Regions from separate parts of the Mus musculus genome. Here region 2 is linked to region 1. The links are chromatin contacts, called in public HiChIP or PLAC-seq maps. All regions are on one chromosome and are shown on one strand. The core of a region is the stretch at or near the end of the contact, and the rest is flanking DNA. Distances in the headings are between cores, read along the strand shown. Region 1 holds the start of Mlycd (malonyl-CoA decarboxylase). Region 2 overlaps Mbtps1 (membrane-bound transcription factor peptidase, site 1).

Region 1 (4,898 bases), core at 762-3,261:
TGTGCCTGTATAAGGCAGAGGAGACTTGTGGGTAGGGCGTAGTCTGTACCTTATACTTCAGTTTGCTGTGATCCTAAAACTGCTGTAAACATGGTCTGTCTTGTAAAAGAGACTGTGCAGGGCTGAAGAAATAACTCAGTCAATTAGGAGCTTTCCTGAATTTGATCCCTGGTACTAGTGATTTAAAAGTGGTGGGGGTGGGGTGGGAGGTTGCCAGAGATACTGTTCAAAGTAAGAGCACTGACTGGTCTTGCAGAGGAACTGGGTTTGGGTCCCAGCATCCACAGGGCAGCTTTCAACCGGCTGTAATTCCAGTTCCAGAGGATATGATACACTTTTCTGGCCTAGGTAGGCACTGCATGCATCTGTATACAGGCAAGCAGAACACTGGTATATATAATCTTTAAAAGAAAGGCCACTATATTTAGTGACACACTTTGTTTGCTGGCATTGGGAAGATGGGACAGGAATATTTCTGGGGCTTACTGAGCAGTTTACCTAATCTAACTGGTGAGTCTCAAGTCTCAGTGAGAGACCCTGACTCATATTAATCCCTTAACTACACCAAGGGTTAAGCAATCAAAATGAGAAGTCTGTAAACCTGCACATAGCAGTGCAAAGGAGCCTGGATCAGGGGATGTATATCTGAAGTCTTGGACAGCTCATCACCTCAGCGTGTCATGTCCTTCACTCTAAAGGAGATAGGTGTCAACCGAAAGGACAGAATGGAAGTAAAAATGGCCATGCCTGTTTCAAGCAGGTCAGGAAAAAAGCAGATGAGGCTTTGAACACTGGGGACTTCTGAAATGGTGATATCATTGTGTATGAACTCAGGGTCAATGCTCCTCTTTATTGAATATTAATGGCTGGCAGCTATGCTAGACAATCCTTTGGGTCTCAGCTATATACACCTCCGTTATCTGTACGCTACATGATATCGCTGGGTAAGCTGCTGACTAGCACAGGTACTAAAAAGTCAACTTAGGATCACTGCGTCTGGGGCTGGGGGTTTGGAATCAAATCTCTTGTCCAAAGTCAGATTGCAGAAAGAGGACTGGAGGCTTTAGAGACCCAGGCGGTGGTGACCTTGACTTTTGGCCATGTTTGTGCATTTCGTGTAACCTGTTAGGGTGATGGACGTTCGTGGGAGGTGCCCAAACTTTGCCCAAAGCCGTGTTCCATCCTTGTTCAAGAACAGCGCAGTTAAAACTAGAGCTATTTTGGAGTAAGCGCAATGGGTGTCACACCCGACAGTGACCCCCGAGGATAGTGCTACGAACCACGCAGTAAGCACCGTGGTATCTGAGGCCGGCGAGGTGGCTGCAGGGGCATGGGTAAGGGTCTGGGGAGTGGGGAGTGGGAAGTGGGCAGGGCCCCGGGGCGGTGGCGGGGGGCGGCGGCCCCGGGGTCGCGGTGGCCCGGGCGGGGCCTTACCCGGACGTGCGGCCCCTCCACCAGCTTGAGGGCCTGCGCCTCCAGCAGATCGGCCCGCAGCTGCACCAAGAAGCGCACGCCGCCGTCCAGCTTGCTGATGTGATGGAAGAGGCCGCGATACCGCGGCACGAGCGCGTAGCGCAACCGGTCCTCCGCCTGCAGCAGCACGGCCGCCTCGCGCGCCTGCTGGCGCAGCTGCAGCACCCCGGCGCTCTGCTCGGCCACCTGGCCGTGGTCCACGCCGAAGCCCTGAGCCAGGCGGCCGAGCAGCTCGGCGCGCTGGGACGCCTCGGCCAGGCCGCCGTAGAAGCTCACGAAGTCGGCGCACTGGCCCTCGGCGGGCGCCGGCGTCTTCTCGCGCAGCTCGTAGGCCGGCGTCGGGGGCACGGCTCGCCGCAGCAGCTCGTCCATGGCGCTGGCCGCGAGCCCGCCGCACAGCCGACGTCCCCGGGGCCCCGGAGGCCGCGGCGGGGACCGCAGTGGGAGCAGGCGCCGAGCCCTCAAGCCTGGCCCGAGGCCTCGCATGACAGCTCCGCGACAGCTGCTAGCGGGAGACGCCACTGGAGAGCGGGCCTCTGCCTCGCTTCCGGCTCCGGCTTCCGGTTTCTCGCCGGCCCCATTGGCCGAGGCCGGACGGCGGACGGAGACATTGGCCAATCGGGGGGTAGAACGGCGGGGGAGGGGCGAGGTGGCTTTCTCAGGCCGGAGGCCAAGTGCAGCCAAAGGTCCCCGGAACCCGGTAGCCCCGGGGCACCTGACTCGCCCTCTTGGCTTGCATCCTTACACCTGTTCTGAGAGTCACCGCCTCAGTCCCTTTCCCCACTACGCACGCGCTTCTCTTGATCTGAGAGCTTGACATCTCAGCTCTTCCCGGGACCGTGCTATGCACGCAGCCTCCTGTGCTAGGGTTCGGATCTAGCGTAGGTGAGGAGCTGAGAAATTTAAGGTTGCATGCTGGACTAGGTCTCCTAGGAATGGGGATGGCTCATTTGATAAAGTGATTGAGAACTTGAGTTCATATCCAGAACCCATGGGAAAACGCTTGTAGTCCTAGCTCAGGGAGGTGGACAAGAGCCAGCCAGTCCAGATAACAAGGTAAGTCTAGGTCAGCCAGAGACCCTATCTCCAAACCAACCAAACAAAAAGTATGCGGGTAGCGCCATCACTCGAGGTGTCTTCTGGCTTCCAGAACCACACATGTACATACGTGCACCCCCACACGTGTGTACAAGGAAATGTATATGCACATGTACACACCAAGCATGTAATTCTCAGAGTAATTCTCTGACTTGACATTTTGACCCTGTCCCGACCCGCGGACAGTAGAACAGGGTCTCTCCCAACAGACCCTCCCTAGGTACTCTCTGGCTCATGTCAAGAATCCCACCCAGACAGAACTGCTGGAGACCCAGCCCATGCCTCCTGCTGCATCCTAGAGCTTCCGTCTGGTCATGCCGGAAATGGGTATAGGAAGAATCTCTTCCCTACCAGCTTCCTTGCTGGGCCTCATTCATTCATTCATTCATTCATTCTTTCAGTGAAATGATTTTCAATTGTTTGGTGAGTTCCAGGCCCACCCTAGGCTTGCATTTGAAATAGCCCTGCTCATTCTCCTTCAGTTTACCATCTGAGGGAGGGAGTCACATTAAAATAACTGCAAAAAGGAATCAGACTGGTAGAGTAGGCTCTGTATGGATTCAGCTTGATATGATGACAGTCATCTTGGATCCAGACTGTTGTGACTGTCCTAGAGAAACCACAGTTCATTTTTTGGTGCATGGTTTCTCTTCAAACTATCGATAGACCAAATCCCAAGAATGACGTCTGGGACCTTACAACCGGATCCAGGCTCCAACCTGTACCTGGCTCTTTGATAAGAACTTAAGATGGACCACGTGCCTTCCAGCTAGGGGGAAAGTCACTTTATCCTAACTCGAGTCTGTGACTCTCTTTCTGACCCATGTGGTAGGATCCAGTTTGGCTTTGCTGTCTACCAAGACTATACATTTGAGTAAGTTCTCCAATAAACTGTACCCTTCCATTCTTCATCTGCCTCTGTCTTTAGTACCACAGCACCTCAGGCCTGCCCGTGGATGCTGGGACCTGCCCTTTTGGAAGAGTTTGCCATAGTGGGTAGGATATCCAGGAACAGCCTATCATGCGAGAGCAGACACTGGTTATGGACCATGAACAATGCAAGCCACCAGGTCTATTCTTCTAGCTCAAACACATGACTTATAACTCTCCTGCCAGCCGGGTGTGATGGCGCACACCTTTAATCCCAGCACTTGGGAGGCAGAGGCAGGTGGATTTCTGAGTTCAGGCCAGCCTGGTCTACAGAGTGGGTTCCAGGACAGCTGGGACTACACAGAGAAACCCTGTCTCGGAAAAACAAAAATACCCCCAAAACTCTCCTGCCCTGCCCTCCACTGCAGTATCCAAATGTCACCGATTTCAGCCTCTATCTGGCCCACTGCTTCTGTGGCTCCTGTCACACCTCACTAGGATCCACACAGCACTTTTTACACACTCAGGCGTGCTCCCTCGAGCCTACTCTCCACTCTTCCTGCTGAGTGTGTCCCCCCCCCCCACGTTCCTTTATGCATACACGCTGTTCACTTGTTCAGCAGCCGGGCACTCTAGTCTAACACACAGAGCTAGCTTCCAAGTTCTCTCTCTCTCTCCAGCCCATCCAGTCTGTCTGTCTGTCTGTCTGTCTGTCTCTCTCTCTCTCTCTCTCCCTTCCTTTGCATTTTGATGCCTCCAAAGCAGAAAGTGTGAGGAGCGGGTGTGGCAGCAGTCCCAAGATGGCACCCGGGGACTGCAGCTAAGTCTTATGACTTGCACCTGACTTCCTCATACACCTGAAAATAAGCCACGACCATCGTGAGAGCTGCACAGGTGCACCATGATGCTGGCAGTGGAAAAAAGTCCATATTTGGTGGAAACATGCCCCTGCCACCCTGATTGGCTGAAGTTGCGTGCCTGGTGAGGTGGCATGGCCTGCCATGAGTGGTTGGGGGCTGAGAGTATATAAGCAGACCTCCCTGGGCTCCCGGGGTCCCCGTAGCAGCATCGAGGAGTTCCTGCAATAAAGGCTGTTGAGAAGAATCCGACAGTGTTGTGTCTTCCTTGCCGGCCGCGGTGGGCGCGACAAGAGAGAATTTGACTATCAGTTTTTTTTTTAAAACAACTTTTTTTTTTTTTTAAGATTTATTTATTTATTATATGTAAGTACACTGTAGCTGTCCTCAGACACTCCAGAAGAGGGCGTCAGATCTTGTTACAGATGGTTGTGAGCCACCATGTGGTTGCTGGGATTTGAACTCTGGACCTTCGGAAGAGCAGTCGGGTGCTCTTACCCACTGAGCCATCTCACCAGCCCGACTATCAGTTTTTAAAAAGACCTTAGGGGGCTGGAGAGATGGCTCAGCAGTTAAGAGCACTGACTGCTCTTCCGAAGG
Region 2 (5,277 bases), core at 1,289-3,788, 120 kb before region 1:
AAGAGCACCGACTGCTCTTCCAGAGGTCCTGTGTTCAATTCCCAGCAACCACATGGTGGCTCACAACCATCCGTAATGAGATCTGATGCCCTCTTCTGGTGTGTCTGAAGAGAGCTACAGTGTACTCATATAAATAAAATAATAAATCTTTAAAAAAAAATTCCTTTAACCCAATTGGCCCAGCTCCTGCCTTTTTCAGGCTTCTTGCTAGGTTGTGTGACCTATATGTGTGTCTTCTCTGGTCTGGCCCCTCTTCAAGCCATATGTCTTAGAGGCCCTCATAGTGCTCTCCCCTAAGTTGGGTGCTAAGAGCTTTTGTCAGTGAGGGGCCTCTGTCATTGTCTCAAAGACAGAGCTTAAAGAGGTCAGAATGAGTTCTCTGTTGTGCCCCCACTGCAGCTGTCTCTTGTGCTCTCCAGGTATGCAGCTCATATGCTTGTGTCTGGACTTCCATTTTCTTACTTCAGGGAGGGGACAGTGGAAATGCTGCAGGTCTCTGTCTTGGACACTGCAGAGTGCTGGGGACAGGGGTCACCGGTGTGGACCCTGCAGAGTGCTGGGGACGGGGTCACCGGTGTGGACATGTGCTGGATGTTGCTCCTTTCCCCGATTTCAAGTTGATGTTGACAGAATTTCAGTAGCTTACATAAATCCTGAGAATGTGATTGGTTTTAAAAAGTAAGGTTTAAAGTCACAGCAGATAGGAGATTAATGTTTTATTGCCACAGAAATTCTCTTTAAGATCTGAGCTCTCCTGGTAAGAGTCTTTATTAAAGTTTTAAGTGTCTAAAGGGACTGTCCACGCCTGTACATTTCAGATGGCAGCGATTTGGGTCCTTGGGGCTTTTGGCCCTTGGCCAGAAGTGCATGCTTTTCCTGAGCAGAGCACTTAGCAACCTTCCCCTCTCACGGAGCTGCTGTCCTCCAGATGGGTGCTAATGGGATTGGGCTGGGTAAATGGGGGGGGGGGGGGATAGACAGACAGAGACCAGGTCTGGGACTAGAGCATCTGCAGCTTCCGTGGGACAGAAGCTTTGGGTAGCTCTGAGTGACAGCTGCTTGTATTCTCGGACCTGGACTCTGACATGCAGAGAAGAGCTGACCGTCCTGGTGAGGACCACTGACTCAGATAATGCACTTTCCCCTCTGATCCTGGACTCCCCATGTCTAGTTCAGACCTATTTCCTGTTCCCTTGATAGCTTCGGGTCATTGGTGGCAGCTCATGTCCTCGGCGCTCCTTGTGTGGAGGCCATTCTTTTTTCAATGGGTATCACATGGTTTTGCCATCCCTAAGTGAACATCATTCTGTCTTTGCTCATGAGCTGGTCTAATGCAGTCACATTGGTGCTGAGCTGCCCAGGACCCTGGGACATAGATAAAGCCCGCCTCCAGTCCCTGGGTGCTGGAACAGATTGTCTGGGAGGCTAGAGCCCTGCCTGTAGAGAAAACACTCTTCTCAGGAGTAGGAGAGCCTGGAGGGCTGTCAGCACCACAGTGACCTAAGCGGCTCACTTCTGAGCCTCCTCTTCAGTTTCCTGGGGGGGGGGGGGTTCCTCCTGACTTCGTTCTGTTCTGTCTTCACTTCCTCTTCCATCCTTTCTCCTCCTCCTCCTCCTACCTGCCCCAACTCTCAAAGACCTTGATCCCTTCTTTTCCTTCCATCCCACCTTTTCCTTCCACTGCCCAATCACAGCCTCTAGCCTTTATTTGACCAGTTAAAATGGGCAAAAGGTTCACATGCTGTCACCTGAGCACATGGTCTACTGCTTAAGGGCATGGGGGAGGGGACCGCCCCTCTTGAGGAAGCAGAATTAACATCAGAATACAAACAGCATCAGGGCAACCCACTTCAGTGTTCTCTTTTAAAAATCAGTTCCTGCTGGGTGTGGTGGCGCAAGCCTTTAATCCCTGCACTTGGGAGGCAGCTGCAGATGGGATTTCTGAGTTAAGGACAAGGTCTACAGAGTGAGTTCCAGGACAGCCGGGGCTATACAGAGAAACCCTGGGGAAACCCTTGGGGAAAAAAAAACAGTTCCTAAGTAGTGTGCCTGTCAACTTTGCAGACTGCTTTTGGCTTCTGGATGCGCTCCTTCAGTACACATCCTATGGCGTGACCCCTCCCAGCCTCAGCCATTCAGGGAACCGGCAGCGCCCACCTAGCGGAGCCGGCTTGGCCCCTCCTGAAAGGATGGAAGGTGAGTGTCTCTTCTGGTGCCTCAGCAGAGACTTGAGCCACTTAAGTACTGCCAGCCGGGGACCTGCCCTTTAGGGAGGGCTTTGAACCCTTCCCAGTGGTTGCTGACGGCTCATCTCCTCTTCCCAGGTGCACAGAGACTGTGGCCTGTGTGTGGGTACGCTCATGGAGTCCAGCATCTTTTAAAATGTGTTTGTGTGTGGGGATCTATACATATGTATGCAAGTGCCTGGAGAGAGCCCCCATAGAGCTGGAGCTTGCAGGGGTTGTAGGCTGTCTAACATAGGTCCTGGGCCTGAACTCCTGTTCTCTGCAAGACAGCAGCACTCTTATCTACCAAGTCATCCCACCCCTAAGGCACAGTATCTTCTGGTACTCTCTGGGCACAGGCACTTGGCTGGGTACATTGTAAGGGTTAGCTCACAAATGCCTCTCAGTAAGCCTGTAAAAAGAGATAGTATTCATTTTTGTGTGCAGATAAAGAAACAGGAACAGGAGTTAAACAGTTAGCTCAGGTCACTTGGGCCATGTGAGGGGCCGGGTGGGTTGGGCTCATGTTCCTCCCTGGCAGCACTGTCTGCAGAATCAGGATGTCGGCCACAGATGCCAGTTAGAGTGTTAGAGCAGCAGCCAGCGTGCTGCTGTATGCCTATGTTCTGACACTGTGGTGGCCAAGGGAAGAGACTACATGGAAGCCAGACTGGCCTGTTACAGTGAGACCCCATCTCAAAATAAAAGGAAGCCAAAACTGAAGAAAGGAATCTCAGTGCCTACATCAATGTAAGGAGGGCTGGGGGGTGGAAAGTGTAAGAACTTCCCTCAGATCCTCTCAGCAGCCTCATAAACACTGGCTGCAGCAGAGCACGGCTGTAACCCCAGCTCTGCGTGAGCTAGGACACTGGCCAGCCAGTCAGCTGTGAGTTCCAGATCCCATGAGAATAATTCAGAGTGAGGATGACCTCCAGCATCGATCTCTGACCTACACACACACACAGACACACGAACATGTATGGACACATACCACACAAAGTAGAAAAGGTAAGGGCTGGAGAGATGGTTCAGTGGTTAGAGCACTGCCTGCCCTTCCAGAGGTTCTGAGTTCAATTCCCAGCAACCACATGGTGGCTTACAACCATCTGTAATGGGATCTGATGCCCTCTTCTGTACTCACATACATAAAATAAACCTTTAAAAGAAAATAGAAAAGATAAAATTAAATTTAATAACATATTTGAATCTAATGTTTAAAAGTTTCTCAGGGCTGCGGCACCCATCCCATGTGTGCCATGTGTGGAGGCTGTAGTGTGGATAGCAAGATTAGAGAAATGTAAGCATCGCTGGACAGTGGTGTGCACGTCTGTAAGCCCAGCCCTTGGGAGGCAGAGGCAGGTGCTTCCAGGACAGTATGCTGTGGGGAAGGAAACCAGGCACCCTGTCGAGTGTGGTCCTGAAGCATGTGGGGTGTAGCATGACAACACAGTGAACTGTCACCAGAAACACACAGTCACTTAGAGCCACCTTTTCTTCTGTATTCTACAATGGTGGTCACTGCCCTTTTCTTACTGCTGCTGACCTCAGGAAACCACCTCCATCGGTACTCCAAAGTTCTTGAAGCCCACTTGGGAGACCCGAAACCTCGGCCCCTGCCAGCCTGTCCACATTTGTCATGGGCCAAGCCACAGCCTTTGAATGAGACGGCACCCAGGTAAGTGTGTGTGTGCAGTGCTGTCCTCACTGTTCCCCAGGGCCGTGACTCATTCCTTGTTTATAGGAGACAGTGCAGTTCTGCTGATGTGATTATTAAATAATGCGGTCTAGTTCTCCTTTTCTGACAATTATATTGATCTTTGGAAGCATATTTTGGTAGTGTCCTACGGTAGAGTGACTTGGAAAGAAAGGTGGTGTCCAGCCAAGTGCTGTCACTTGAGCAGGAGCCGAGCTCTGGCTGCTGTCCAGGATTTGAAAGCTGCCATGTATAGCTGTGCTTCCTGTCCAAGGTGTTGTGTATGGAATGCAGGTGGTGCTCTCCTTCTGCACCCAGGGCTGGAGCTGCTCCTAAGAGGTATGGCTTCTGCTGTGACAGTCCAGCCAGAAGTGCATGTTATGTAGACTGTGGCCTTTGTGCACAGGTGCTGCACTCATGTGTGCCCCGTGTGGCTTTGGCTCTCTCACCTGACATGTTGTTCATCTGCTGTCTTAGTTACAGTTTTACTGCTGTGAATAGACACCATGACCATGGCAAGTCTTATAAGGACAACATTTAATTATGGCTGGCTCACACATTCAGATTTCAGTCCATTATCATCAAGGTGGGAGCATGGCAGCATCTAGGCAGGCATGGTGCTGGGGGAGCTAAGAGTTCTATATCTTCATCTGTAGGCTGCTAGGAAAAGACTGACTTCCAGGCCACTAGGATGAGGGTCTTAAAGCCCGCACCCACAGTGACACACCTACTCTAACAGGGCCACATCTTCTAATCGTGCCACTCCCTGGGCCAAGCATATACAAACCATCACATTTGCCTTATCCCATTCCATTTCTCAGATCTACATTCCCACTACAATTTCTCTGCAGCCAGGCAAGCCAAACTGTTTATCCAACTTGTCCTTCTACCTGTCTCTGGTATTTTGTTTAAGCAGGACAAGATGGGAGAAAGTTAACAGGGCTTGGTGTCCCAGGGCCCTGCAGATATCCCCTTACGGGGCAGGTGGCTGCTGCTCTCTCAGCCTCTCCTGACACAGGCTTCCTTTAGAGAACACTGCCTCTCTTCTCGTCTCCCTCCCCTTTCAAAGCTGCCGCTATGCTTGGTTCAGTGATGGACAGATGTGGTATAGCCAGCAGTGGGCTCCCCATCCATGCTGTGAGGAGCCAGCCAGGCTGCTGTGAGAGCCTGTGTGCTTTACTCATCCTCATGAGCTCAGGCCTCAGCGCCCTCCTCAGGGACCATGTCTTAGGATACTGTCACAGGAAGCAAGAAAGTTGGCGCCATAGAGGTGGCTTAGTAAAGCACTTGCCATGTGCTGAGCTAGAACCCTAGGACCCATGGGGATTTTGGTGTTGTTTGGTTTGGTTTTAAATAAAC

What was found. HiChIP or PLAC-seq counts read pairs in DNA pulled down with a chosen protein or histone mark.
Region 2: an H3K4me3 HiChIP or PLAC-seq map of embryonic stem cells shows a contact between it and region 1, with 15 read pairs. The contact joins the enhancer-like site here to the promoter of Mlycd in region 1. A contact is called at or near these places in 9 of 39 promoter capture datasets (the 3T3-L1 cell line, the C10 cell line, embryonic stem cells and 4 more), 9 of 484 Hi-C or Micro-C datasets (the C2C12 cell line, LSK cells, cerebellar granule neurons and 6 more), 6 of 115 datasets of contacts at active chromatin or transcription factors (embryonic stem cells, epiblast stem cells and kidney) and 3 of 9 other capture datasets (adipose tissue, liver and pancreatic islet).

What each region holds. Positions count from the first base shown.
Region 1 is chr8:119,392,007-119,396,904 of GRCm38.p6, reverse strand. Mlycd (malonyl-CoA decarboxylase) reads right to left here and starts at 2,011. Exons shown (of 5, transcript NM_019966.3): 1 at 1,435-2,011. The coding sequence starts at 1,959.
Region 2 is chr8:119,512,497-119,517,773 of GRCm38.p6, reverse strand. It overlaps Mbtps1 (membrane-bound transcription factor peptidase, site 1), which reads left to right. Exons shown (of 23, transcript NM_001167910.1): 20 at 2,065-2,196; 21 at 3,774-3,900. Among named protein-coding and RNA genes, the nearest start is that of Slc38a8, 13 kb to the right of the region's middle. Within about 2 kb of position 2,538, at least 22 of the 459 cell types and tissues checked have an H3K27ac peak or open chromatin away from gene starts, as enhancers often do. A contact at or near this core is called in embryonic stem cells, epiblast stem cells and stem cell-derived epiblast-like cells, where this site is marked.